Linked DNA regions of Mus musculus: regions 1 and 2 are each linked to region 3. A link is a contact called in public Hi-C data. All regions are on one chromosome and are shown on one strand. Each heading gives the region's core, a stretch centred on a gene start, on an enhancer-like site or on the middle of the called end of the contact. The rest is flanking DNA. Distances are from core to core; before and after follow the strand shown. Region 1 overlaps Slc8a1 (solute carrier family 8 (sodium/calcium exchanger), member 1). Region 2 overlaps Slc8a1 (solute carrier family 8 (sodium/calcium exchanger), member 1). Region 3 has its middle 91 kb from the start of Gm33944.

The links. A called contact is a pair of places that touch in the nucleus more often than the background predicts.
Region 1: a Hi-C map of the N1E-115 cell line shows a contact between it and region 3, with 14 times the contacts expected there. The contact joins two enhancer-like sites. A contact is called at or near these places in 2 of 484 Hi-C or Micro-C datasets (the N1E-115 cell line and uterus).
Region 2: a Hi-C map of the N1E-115 cell line shows a contact between it and region 3, with 9 times the contacts expected there. The contact joins two enhancer-like sites. A contact is called at or near these places in 4 of 484 Hi-C or Micro-C datasets (the N1E-115 cell line, cerebral cortex, cortical neurons and 1 more).

Annotation. Positions count from the first base shown.
Region 1 is chr17:81,603,542-81,606,729 of GRCm38.p6, reverse strand. The region is part of intron 2 of Slc8a1 (solute carrier family 8 (sodium/calcium exchanger), member 1); the gene reads left to right. Among named protein-coding and RNA genes, the nearest start is that of Slc8a1, 130 kb to the left of the region's middle. Within about 2 kb of position 1,324, at least 21 of the 459 cell types and tissues checked have an H3K27ac peak or open chromatin away from gene starts, as enhancers often do. A contact at or near this core is called in the N1E-115 cell line, where this site is marked.
Region 2 is chr17:81,552,640-81,555,893 of GRCm38.p6, reverse strand. All of the region lies in intron 2 of Slc8a1 (solute carrier family 8 (sodium/calcium exchanger), member 1), which reads left to right. Among named protein-coding and RNA genes, the nearest start is that of Slc8a1, 180 kb to the left of the region's middle. Within about 2 kb of position 1,338, at least 12 of the 459 cell types and tissues checked have an H3K27ac peak or open chromatin away from gene starts, as enhancers often do. A contact at or near this core is called in the N1E-115 cell line, where this site is marked.
Region 3 is chr17:81,192,158-81,195,548 of GRCm38.p6, reverse strand. No RefSeq gene overlaps it. Among named protein-coding and RNA genes, the nearest start is that of Gm33944, 91 kb to the left of the region's middle. Within about 2 kb of position 1,833, at least 12 of the 459 cell types and tissues checked have an H3K27ac peak or open chromatin away from gene starts, as enhancers often do. A contact at or near this core is called in the N1E-115 cell line, where this site is marked.

The sequences.
Region 1 (3,188 bases), core at 75-2,574, 410 kb before region 3:
AAGGATGCCTACATGCAAGTGTCAGCACCATTCTCCGGTATCGGGAGACAAGCAGTGGAGGCTGGGAGAGTGGGAAGGGTTGACATCCTGATGGAGTCTATGGCCTCAAACTATCTGTTTATGGATCTTTTCTCTTAACTTTTTTTAATAAATTAGGTTTATTTCATCGACAAGTGGACAGGTGAAATGGGAACCCTTGGGTTCTAGATCTTTCTGTGTAGTTATGGTTGTGTTACTCTGGCTTTGTAAGGTTTCTTTTTCTTTCTCTGTAAACATGATAAAGTAGCACATTTCCCTGAGACTGTTGGGCAACGGAGGTGATATCAGCAGAACGACTTACAATTACAATTTCATTTAGCTTAAAATAAACATTGCTAAGAGATGGAGATCCCCTTGCCCAAATGCAAGTCTGTCTTGAGGTCACTGTAGGAGAGGAAAAAGCAGAGTGACTATGATTTATTATTAGTTATTTATGGCATTGTTCTTACTGACATTGAGTTATAGGCTGTAGCTTTTGAACATGAGAGATGTATACACAACTGGTGGTTTGTTTTGGTTGGGCCTTGTTTTGTTTTTTTTTTTTTTTTGTTTTTTTTTTTTTTTCTAGACTAACCCACATTGAGATGCTCTTACCTATAAAGCATCCGTAGTAACTTTTCTGTGAGGAAAGGGCCAGTATCATGTCTGCTGAGACAGAGTCATGTCACAGTGGACACTTACCTTTCAATAAGCTCACTGTTAATATAATAATAACAACGGAAGAAAATTATAACAATCACGTCTTAAACCGAGACCTTTCAAGGCAAAAATGATTAATGTTAGTGCTGACAAATAGTTTGGCACTCTGGGATTGCCATGTTCAATGTGTACTTGGCCACACTGTTTAACTTTTTACCCCTGAGTTGGCCAGATAACTGTGCCCTGTGAGGCTGCTGTTGGTATTTTGAAAGGATCCTTTCTTTCCCCTTTGCATTCCCTTAGCACCTCTCCTTCCACAAACCACCAGGGGTTTTCCTTCCATTCACCATTAGATGAGGCAATTTGCTCTCCCTTCCTATGTTAAGATCAAACTCAGAGATAATGACTTTCCATTGTCACGCTGGGGAAATGAAGCCAGAAAGACAATCTCAGCCTATAAACAATAGTATATTAACTGCAGGGAGGAAATCTCTGCAGCAAGAGCCCTGGATCCCAGACTCACTGTGGGTGAAAAATGCAAGACAACAACTCTTTAACATACTCCAGCACTTTCCAGAAACAGCCTGTCTAGCCAGAAGGCCAAGAGAAGTAGAAAGAGGAGGGAAGGAGGGAAGAGGCCATGCTCTTGAAGTGAGTCACAAGTGAACTGGAGAGCTCCTGCCCTCTGGGGCCGTGAAGCCCACAGAATATAGAATCCAGCTGTCTTTGATGTTTGTCTAACAGGGCTTTCTGTGGAGAAAAACCTTCAGCTTGACAGAGAGAGCTCTCCCAAAGGGTGATGGAAAGCGATGGAAAGTGTTACACGCACCACAGTGAAGCTGATGAATGGGTCTTCTTTGAAAATGTTGCCAAGATCCCCACAGTTGAACATACTCACAAATTAGGAGACATATCATCTGGGTTTTCTTCTCTCCCTTTCTTTTTCTTCCCCCCCTTAGGACTTCTGTGACCATATATAGCTATGGCATCAGCTTGCAATCTGTAGGGTTATGCCTTTCTGTTAAGGCTTGTAGATGAAAGTCTGGAATTGAATGTGATTATTGTAACCGTTTCTCACCATCGATGTCTAGTTGTGAGCTGTCGAACCTTTCCTGCATTAAGATGGGCTTATCATAATTTTCCTCTTTTTGTAAATAAGTTAACCTTCATTAACAGGCCTCAGATTTCATTTGTTCTCATGGGAATAAGATTTCCATTAAGAAATGCATAAGACATATCCTCACAGTCTCATGGGTAAAAGCCCTAACTGCGGTTCTAAATGCCTGGGCCCAGGGATATAGTTGGGATCTGGTTTAATTGTGATATGTTGCAGTCTAGTTTGTAGCAAGGGCCCCTGCTAAAGGAATGGGGGGTGACAGTAGTGCCAGAGGGTCAGAGTCTGCCTATCAGAGAAACTTCTTTCTGAGCCTATGGTCAGAACTACACAACCCAGCCACAGGAGACCATAAACTCCTTAGATCTCTCTCCTTCATTCCGTTTGTCTGTGTTCTATTCTTTGAATAAGTAAAATGTCAGAATAGCATCAAGAGGCAGTATGTACTGAGCATCAACAATGTGTAAATGACAGTGCCCTGTGTGCCTTACCAACATCAGCACACCATTGCCTGTGACCATCTTGCAAGGTAAACATTCTAATTAGGTTTTTATCATTGGAGGGATGAAGAAACTGAGGCTTGGGGTCATTGTCCTGTTAAATAGCCAAGCCCATGACCACAACAGTAGACATGTTCATTGTTTGATCCATGGCAATCTGGAGGACTGTCCTGTTCTGTGCTTCCTACCATGCTTGGCTCTCTGCCTGCCTGCTTTTCCCTCTATGAAAATCCCACTGTGTTGCTCACTTTTAATATTAAAGTCAAAAAAAAAAAAAACCCAAAAAACAAAAACAAACAAACAAACAAACAAAAAATCAAAAGACAAAAACCCCACAAAGGCTGTAACTTAAGATATCTTTAATCTTTATTTTATCAAAAGCTGACCTATAGATTGTTAGTTAAATCCTAATCAGGCCTCTGATTCTGACTAATCTAGAGCCGGAGGCAGGGGGATCATGAGGTCAAACCTAGAAGACTTTATCTCATAAGAAAAAACACCCTGGGCTGGGGCTGTAGCCTCGTAGTACAACCCACTTGCCATGCACACATGGGACTCCAGGGTCAGTTCCGATTTTGCCCAGGTCTGAGAGTGATCATGTTGGAACCCAGGCTTCTCTGTGAAGACCTGAAATGACTGTGAGCAGGCATCACTTTAGGAACTGGGCAGGAGATCACCAGCGTCCTACTTGGTAACCTTTGAGCCATGGCTATAACATTGCAAGAAGGAAAGACGTGTATGCTATCGCTCCTATCAGGAAAATCTTCCTGAAAGTGAAAAAGGGAAACCTCTTAAATCAGTAAATGAAATCTATAGGAAGGGGGCCCTTAGAACTACAGACATTAAGGGTAGCTTGAAATAATGGCTAATAAAGAACTTTAATCTAAGACTGTAAG
Region 2 (3,254 bases), core at 89-2,588, 360 kb before region 3:
TAATAAACCTCTGATCTTGGGTGAATCCTATCTTTGTCACTTTTAACACCAAGGCAAAATTTGACATTGATTTTTAAGCATATGCATACCATGACACATAGATGAAATGCCATGAAAGCAAACCTGCTCAGAAAACCTGTCAGCTAATCTCAGATAAATGAGGGTCTAGTCGGATAAGTTCTAATGAATGGTATAGTCAGCTAAGTTCAGACAACAGAATACAGTAGGGGAAGAAACAAAACAAAACAGTGTCACATTGGAGGCCAGAGTTGCTCAATGCTTTAATCAGGATTGTGGTGAGGATATTAGAAGCATATTAAATTTTCAATGACAGCAGTAGTATTCAAGTACTAGTAATGATTGAATCCCATCTCCACAGATTCTTGGGTATTTATCTCAGATGTATAGAAGTTGGAGGGATGCGGGGGTGGGGGGCGTCATTACCTCTACTTAGCAGTAGGCCAGCTACTCAGTAAAAGGGAACTGCATATTTTCTGTTTACCAAAGTATTGATGCACCAAGGGGGAATAGCAGAGAAACTTGTGATTCCTAAAGCAAACTTGATTGTTCTGGTATGTAACTTACTTTCCTATTTGCAAAGTGTACTTCATAGATTGGAGCACATGACTAATGTTCAAAGAACTGTATTTATATCCTACCTAGGTCATTACATTGAGGTATAAAATAAAGTTGCTAAGATATTCTAGTTAGGTGAAAGCTATTACCCATTTTAAACAACTAATAAATTCTGAAAATAACATTTTTTTACATGGACTTAAAATGTAACCCTAGCTGACTTGGGGTTCACTATATAGACAAGGGTGTCCTCAAACTCATAGAGATCTGTCTGCCTCTAGTTTCTGGAAGATGTGACTAGAGTGCCACCATGCCTGGCTGAAAAGAATGTTTATTAACCATATATTTGTTTTAGAAGAAAGAGTGTTGCCAGAGAGAAAGAAATTAACGTTTTAAGAAAAGCTGATTTTTTTTTATAGCTCATCTCAGCAACATGGTCCTCAATTCTTAAGTACTGCATTTCAGTAGGGTCATTGACAAACACTCTCCAAGGAGGAATGATTCATTTGTGAAATATCTAGGGGTCAGATTGTAAAGGAAACGGTGGGCAAGAACCTGGAAGATGATCCAGACAGCTCCGTTCAAGTGTGAATGGGAAGGATCATGGGAATAATTGTGTATGGCTTTAGAAAGGCAGAGCGGTGCCCAGCAGAGGGAGGGAGACAAGAGAGATTTCCGCCTCATGTTAGTAATAGCTGTGTGACGGGTGGAACTGCTCAGATATTGGATTATGAGTTCTGCTGCTTAGTGAGTCATACAGTCTTTTATTCATTCAGCTGTTTGTTCAGGAAGCATGGACTGAATGACTTCTATAAAGGCCATATGGTCCAGAGAGGGACCAATACTGTCAGAGCTGTCTCCACCAGATAACAAAGGAAGGACCATTAAGTAACCACAAAGCACCTGCAAAGCCCATGCTGCAGGGAACCAAAGAATAAAAGACTGATGGCGTTGACTGAAGAATAAGTCCCTTAATCTCTCTGAGCCAAGAGAACAGAATGAGAGTCAACGCTGAATATTTTCATCATCATCTAAATGACATGATCAGCTGCTGGAGGCTTTGTCAACACCTGCCTTCCACTGGGGAAGTTCTCATTGTCATTACAGACATCGTGTTAAACAGCCCATCACTTTAATTTCTCTCTGAGGTGAAACCAAGCCATTTGCACACTGCCTATCAGAGGCTTCCACAAGTAATGGAGAGTTTATTCTCATGGTGTAAGCTTGCATTGCCTCCTTAGCTAGGTATTCAGATCTTCCTTCATATTCTTGAGAATTGAAAGCCTCTCAAATTTGGCATACTTTCAATAGGAGCAAGCCCATAGATTGTTGAAATTCTTTTTTTGTTTGTTTGTTTTGTTGTTGTTGTTGTTTTGTTTTGTTTTTGAGACAGGGTTTCTCTGTAAAGCCTTGGCTGTCCTGGAACTCACTTTGTAGACCAGGCTGGCCTCGAACTCAGAAATTCACCTGCCTCTGCCTCCCAAATTCTGGGATTAAAGGCGTGCGCCACCACCACCCAGGGAGATTGTTGAAATTCTTGAAAAAAATGTATATGAAATTATATACACATATATAAAATAAATTATATATAAATTACATATTGTATACATAATAAATTATATATAAACAAATAACACATATGTAATACATATATACTTATTATATATATATATATTTATAACATAAATATATTATTTTTATAATTATAAAGAATTAAAGTGACTATAGGTGAGTTGTCCAATCTTTCTCTATAAATATCAATAATAATAATATCTGGCTTCTAGGCATGCTCTGAAGACTTTTCATTCAGCTCATGGAACACAAGGAAGTGTGGCTTAGTATATATATAATCATTGGTGCATACTGGAACTGAGCCAGGACCATGCTGGCACAAAAATCACCTGTTTTACACTATGGATGTCTAGCTTCCTCTAGGGGGCTCTGACTTCGTGGTTCTGAGATAACATGGATAAGAATATTTGGGTCTATGTCTCTTAAAAATGCTAACACATGTTAGAGTTCAAAAAATCATACTTTGGTAATTTTGATATTTTTAAAACTTTCCTCACCTGTTCATTTCTGGCCAATTCACTTGACCTGCTTAAGATAGAAAGAAAATTATCATTTTTTTTTTCTGTGTCATGATACTGGTTCTGTGTCTTCATTTTAGTTGCCTATTTCCCATCTACATCCCATGATTCTGTTAGATGAAATCTTCACACTGTCAATGCCCACTGAATAGCCACAGAAACTTTACCACAGGACCTAGATCCCACTGCAGGTAGCAGAACAAAGCCAACATCAGGTCTCACAGTGTCATGAAAATACATTGTGAATCTCAAAAACTGAAGAAATATCACAAAAATTCCCAGTCTAATGCCACCATGATTTTCATATTCATAGAGTTCTCTTAAGTTAGGACCACCTAGGTAGTAGACATATTATTTATGAAATACTATAATCTAATTATATATTTATTTGGTTTTGTTTTAAAAATGTTTTTTAAAAACTGATGCAGTGTAATATTTCAAATGTTCTTGGTTTTTGTTTTCAGTACTTTCTTCTGATATTGCAGACATGCAGTATGAATGTCCTCAGGTTTTTAATCATTTAATCAATTTGTGAGTACATAGTGCTGTAGGCTTTTTGAATAAATTTCACTTATAGGTTTTTGCTTT
Region 3 (3,391 bases), core at 584-3,083:
GTTCATCACATATATAGATATCAAAAATTCTTCAAAGTATAACAGCAGATAACAATATGTTTAAAATTTTTATATGCCATGAGTAAGGAAAATTATGTCCATGGGTAGGATAATATCTATATGCAGGAATAATACAAGGGACTTCTGCTCTTACCACAGTGACTCATTTTATTTTATATTATGTCATGAAATAAAGCCAGAAATATAAGTTAAAGGGATATAAAGTGGAAAGGAAGCAGTGTATTATTCCTGGTTATAAATAAGTGATTGTCTTTGTAAGAAGAAAGAAAGAAAGAAAGAAAGAAAGAAAGAAAGAAAGAAAGAGAGAGAGAGAGAGAGAGAGAGAGAGAGAGAGAGGGAGGGAGGGAGGGAGGGAGGGAGGGAGGGAGGGAGGGAGGGAGGGAGGGAGGGGAGAGAGAGAGGGAGAGAGAGAAAGGGAGAGAGAGAAAGGGAGAGAGAGAAAAGAAGGAAGGAAGGAAGGAAGGAAGGAAGGAAGGAAGGAAGGAAGGAAGGAAGGAAGGAAAGAAGGGAGCCAACATGGCTATAAAAAATTAAAACCCTTTAAGAGCTAATAAGTGTCTTTCAAAGTCATAGAATCTCAACATAAAAATAAATTATATCCATTATACTAACAAACACAACACCAGTGACTACTATCTAACAGAACCAACGAAGAAATTCAAAGATGCAAACCTAACAAACCATGATAGAACTTGGGAACCAAAATTGCTCCAGGACGAGCAAAGCACTGAGAGCTGTAAATAAATGGGAAAATAAGTGATGTTCGTGGATGACCTCGGAGATACTATTCTTCCCAAATAGACAGGTTTGCTTGAATGTCAAAGTCCTAACAATACTTTTATGCATGTAGACATTCTAAATTTTATGTAGAAAGGTAAAATGATTACCATAGCTATTACAATTCATAAAATAACAAACTTAAAGGGACTTGGTCTGATTTCAAAATTATTACAGTACCAGAAGGATGTAGTACTGGGAGAGAAACAGGAATAGCAACATTCCTGTCAAGGTATGGTACTGCGGTTGTACAAGATGTTGCTCCTGTAATGAGCTGGGTAGAGGATCCGTGGACTTCCTCCTCAGCATCTCTTGCAGCTTCCTGTCAAGCTTTGATTTTGAGAAACCAATCTCAAGTTTAAAAATAAAGTGACATTCTTCACAAGATATCGCGCATAAAAATTTAAACGAAAATATTCTTTCTTGGTATGCTTTTCAATATCGTTTCCTGGATACTGTTCTAGTCTGAAGGTCTGGGCGGGGCAGTGCTAGAAGCAGCCTGGAGATTGAAGAGTCCGGAAGGGAAACCACACATGTAGCTCATCCTGGACTCGGTCAGTTGAGTGGTTGCAGGTGCAACTCAGCCCCAGCTCCACCAGCAAAGCAAGAAAGTGATTAAAACCACATGAGGACTTTATGTTACTGTATATATTAAAGGCCATGAGGACAGCATCCCCAGCTACCCCACAGCATCAAACAAAGATAACAAGAATAACCTCTGCGGCAGTGCCCCGGAAACATGACGAGTGAAAAGCTAACCTGTGTGAAGATAAAGGAAAGGTGTTTGCACTGGAAAACTTCAGATTCCTGCAGTTTGCAATGGAAAGTGAAATTGGTGAAGTGAAAAGGAAAAAATCCTTTCTAATCCCTCAAGTGCCAGTGGATCTGGAGCCTGAAATACCCATCCCACAATGCCAGCCACCAGGACTGAAGGATTCCCTTCAAAATGCATGTTGCCGGTAACACAGAAGGGTCCAATTCCGATCGCGTAGTATCTCCTGTAATGCAAAGCCACTGCATCAAGTCATTGTATATATCATAATTCTGCAATAGTCTGCATTTCAGAGGAAGCTTGGTTCTCAGACTGAAGATGCGGAATCATCCCTTATTCCAATGCCAACGCTGCCCTCTAGTGGCCATACAAATACCAGCTGTCCAAGTGTTCTAGTCTCTTTTTTAAAATATATTTTTATTATTATATATTTTCATTTCAAATGTTATCCCCTTTCCTGGTTTGCCCTCCAAAACCCCCCTATTCCATCCCCCCTTCCCCTGCTCACCAACCCACCCACTTCCTGGCATTCCCCTACACTGGGGCATCGAGCCTTCTCAGGACCAAGGGCCAGTCCTCCCATTGATGTCCAACAAGGCCATCTTCTGCTACATATGCAGCTGGAGCCATGGGTCCCTCCATGTGTACTCTTTGGTTGGTGATTTAGCATTCTCATCAAAAGCAACTTTACGAAAATATCCCTGTTGTCATTGTTGCTGTTGTTTTGTTGTTGTTGTTGTTGTTGTTGTTGTTGTAACAAATAAAATGTGCAAGAGAAGGCTGCCAAAATTCACATTTTTCATATTTTTCAAATGACATTTTATCTTCCATTGACTTTCTTGGGTATGAATTAAATGCTTCAAATTTACACCTAATAACAGAAATAGTTCATACAAAACATATTATACACTCAGTTATATCACTTTCTGAGGCCCTGATCCTATTTCTGTTATATACCAGGGAGTGTGTGTTGCTTTCAATGTGTATGAGATGGGTATTTTCCCGTCATGTTTCTAGAACAGGAAACAAAGGCATCACAAAGCTGAGGGATTGCGTTGTATATCCCCCACAGCATTGGCCTGCTCCCCACACAGCTCCCTAAGTACCCAAGCCCTCTGTGCAGGCACAGCCCAACCTTTGAAACTCCAGTCTTAGGAGAAAACAACCTACCTACTCATGATTCTATCGGCACTAGCAGAATCAATTCCTCTCCTACCATCTTTCTAGAACATTCATGTCACTGCTACATTCTGAGACATAAGTTTGTTTTGCCTCCCAGACAACAATGGAACTAGGTTGGGGGCAAGGGAGACTTGTTTGTTTGTTCTTTAGAAATTTTCAATCAAATATGAATAGGTTGGCTAAGTATCCTATCAGAATCCCAGTGATGAATCCAAGCATTCATTAGACCAACACCTGTACTCTCGAACTATGCCTATTACTTCCCGAGAGATGTTCTGTTGTTCAGTTGGACTTGCCGTCTTTGTTCCTAGGAAAGCGATCGTGTTTATCTTCATGCCAAAGCCCAGTTCTGCTGGCTTCCTATGCTCACATGGGTAAAGCCCTTCTGAAGATACTAAATCTGAGTGCCTAGCCCCTCTAGGATGCCCTGTGAGGAAGAAAGCCCAAAGGAAGCAGAGAGGGAAGGAAGCATCCATGCAGTGCAGTGGGACCAACTCATCCTCAAGAACATGGGAGCAACCAATGCAGTTGGCAAATCATCTTGTCCCCTACCAGAAGAGAAATAAACCTCTTCAATATGTGCAGCTGCAAGCAATTGCTCACCTCCATTAAACATTCGTGTAAAAAGCTGACTCACGC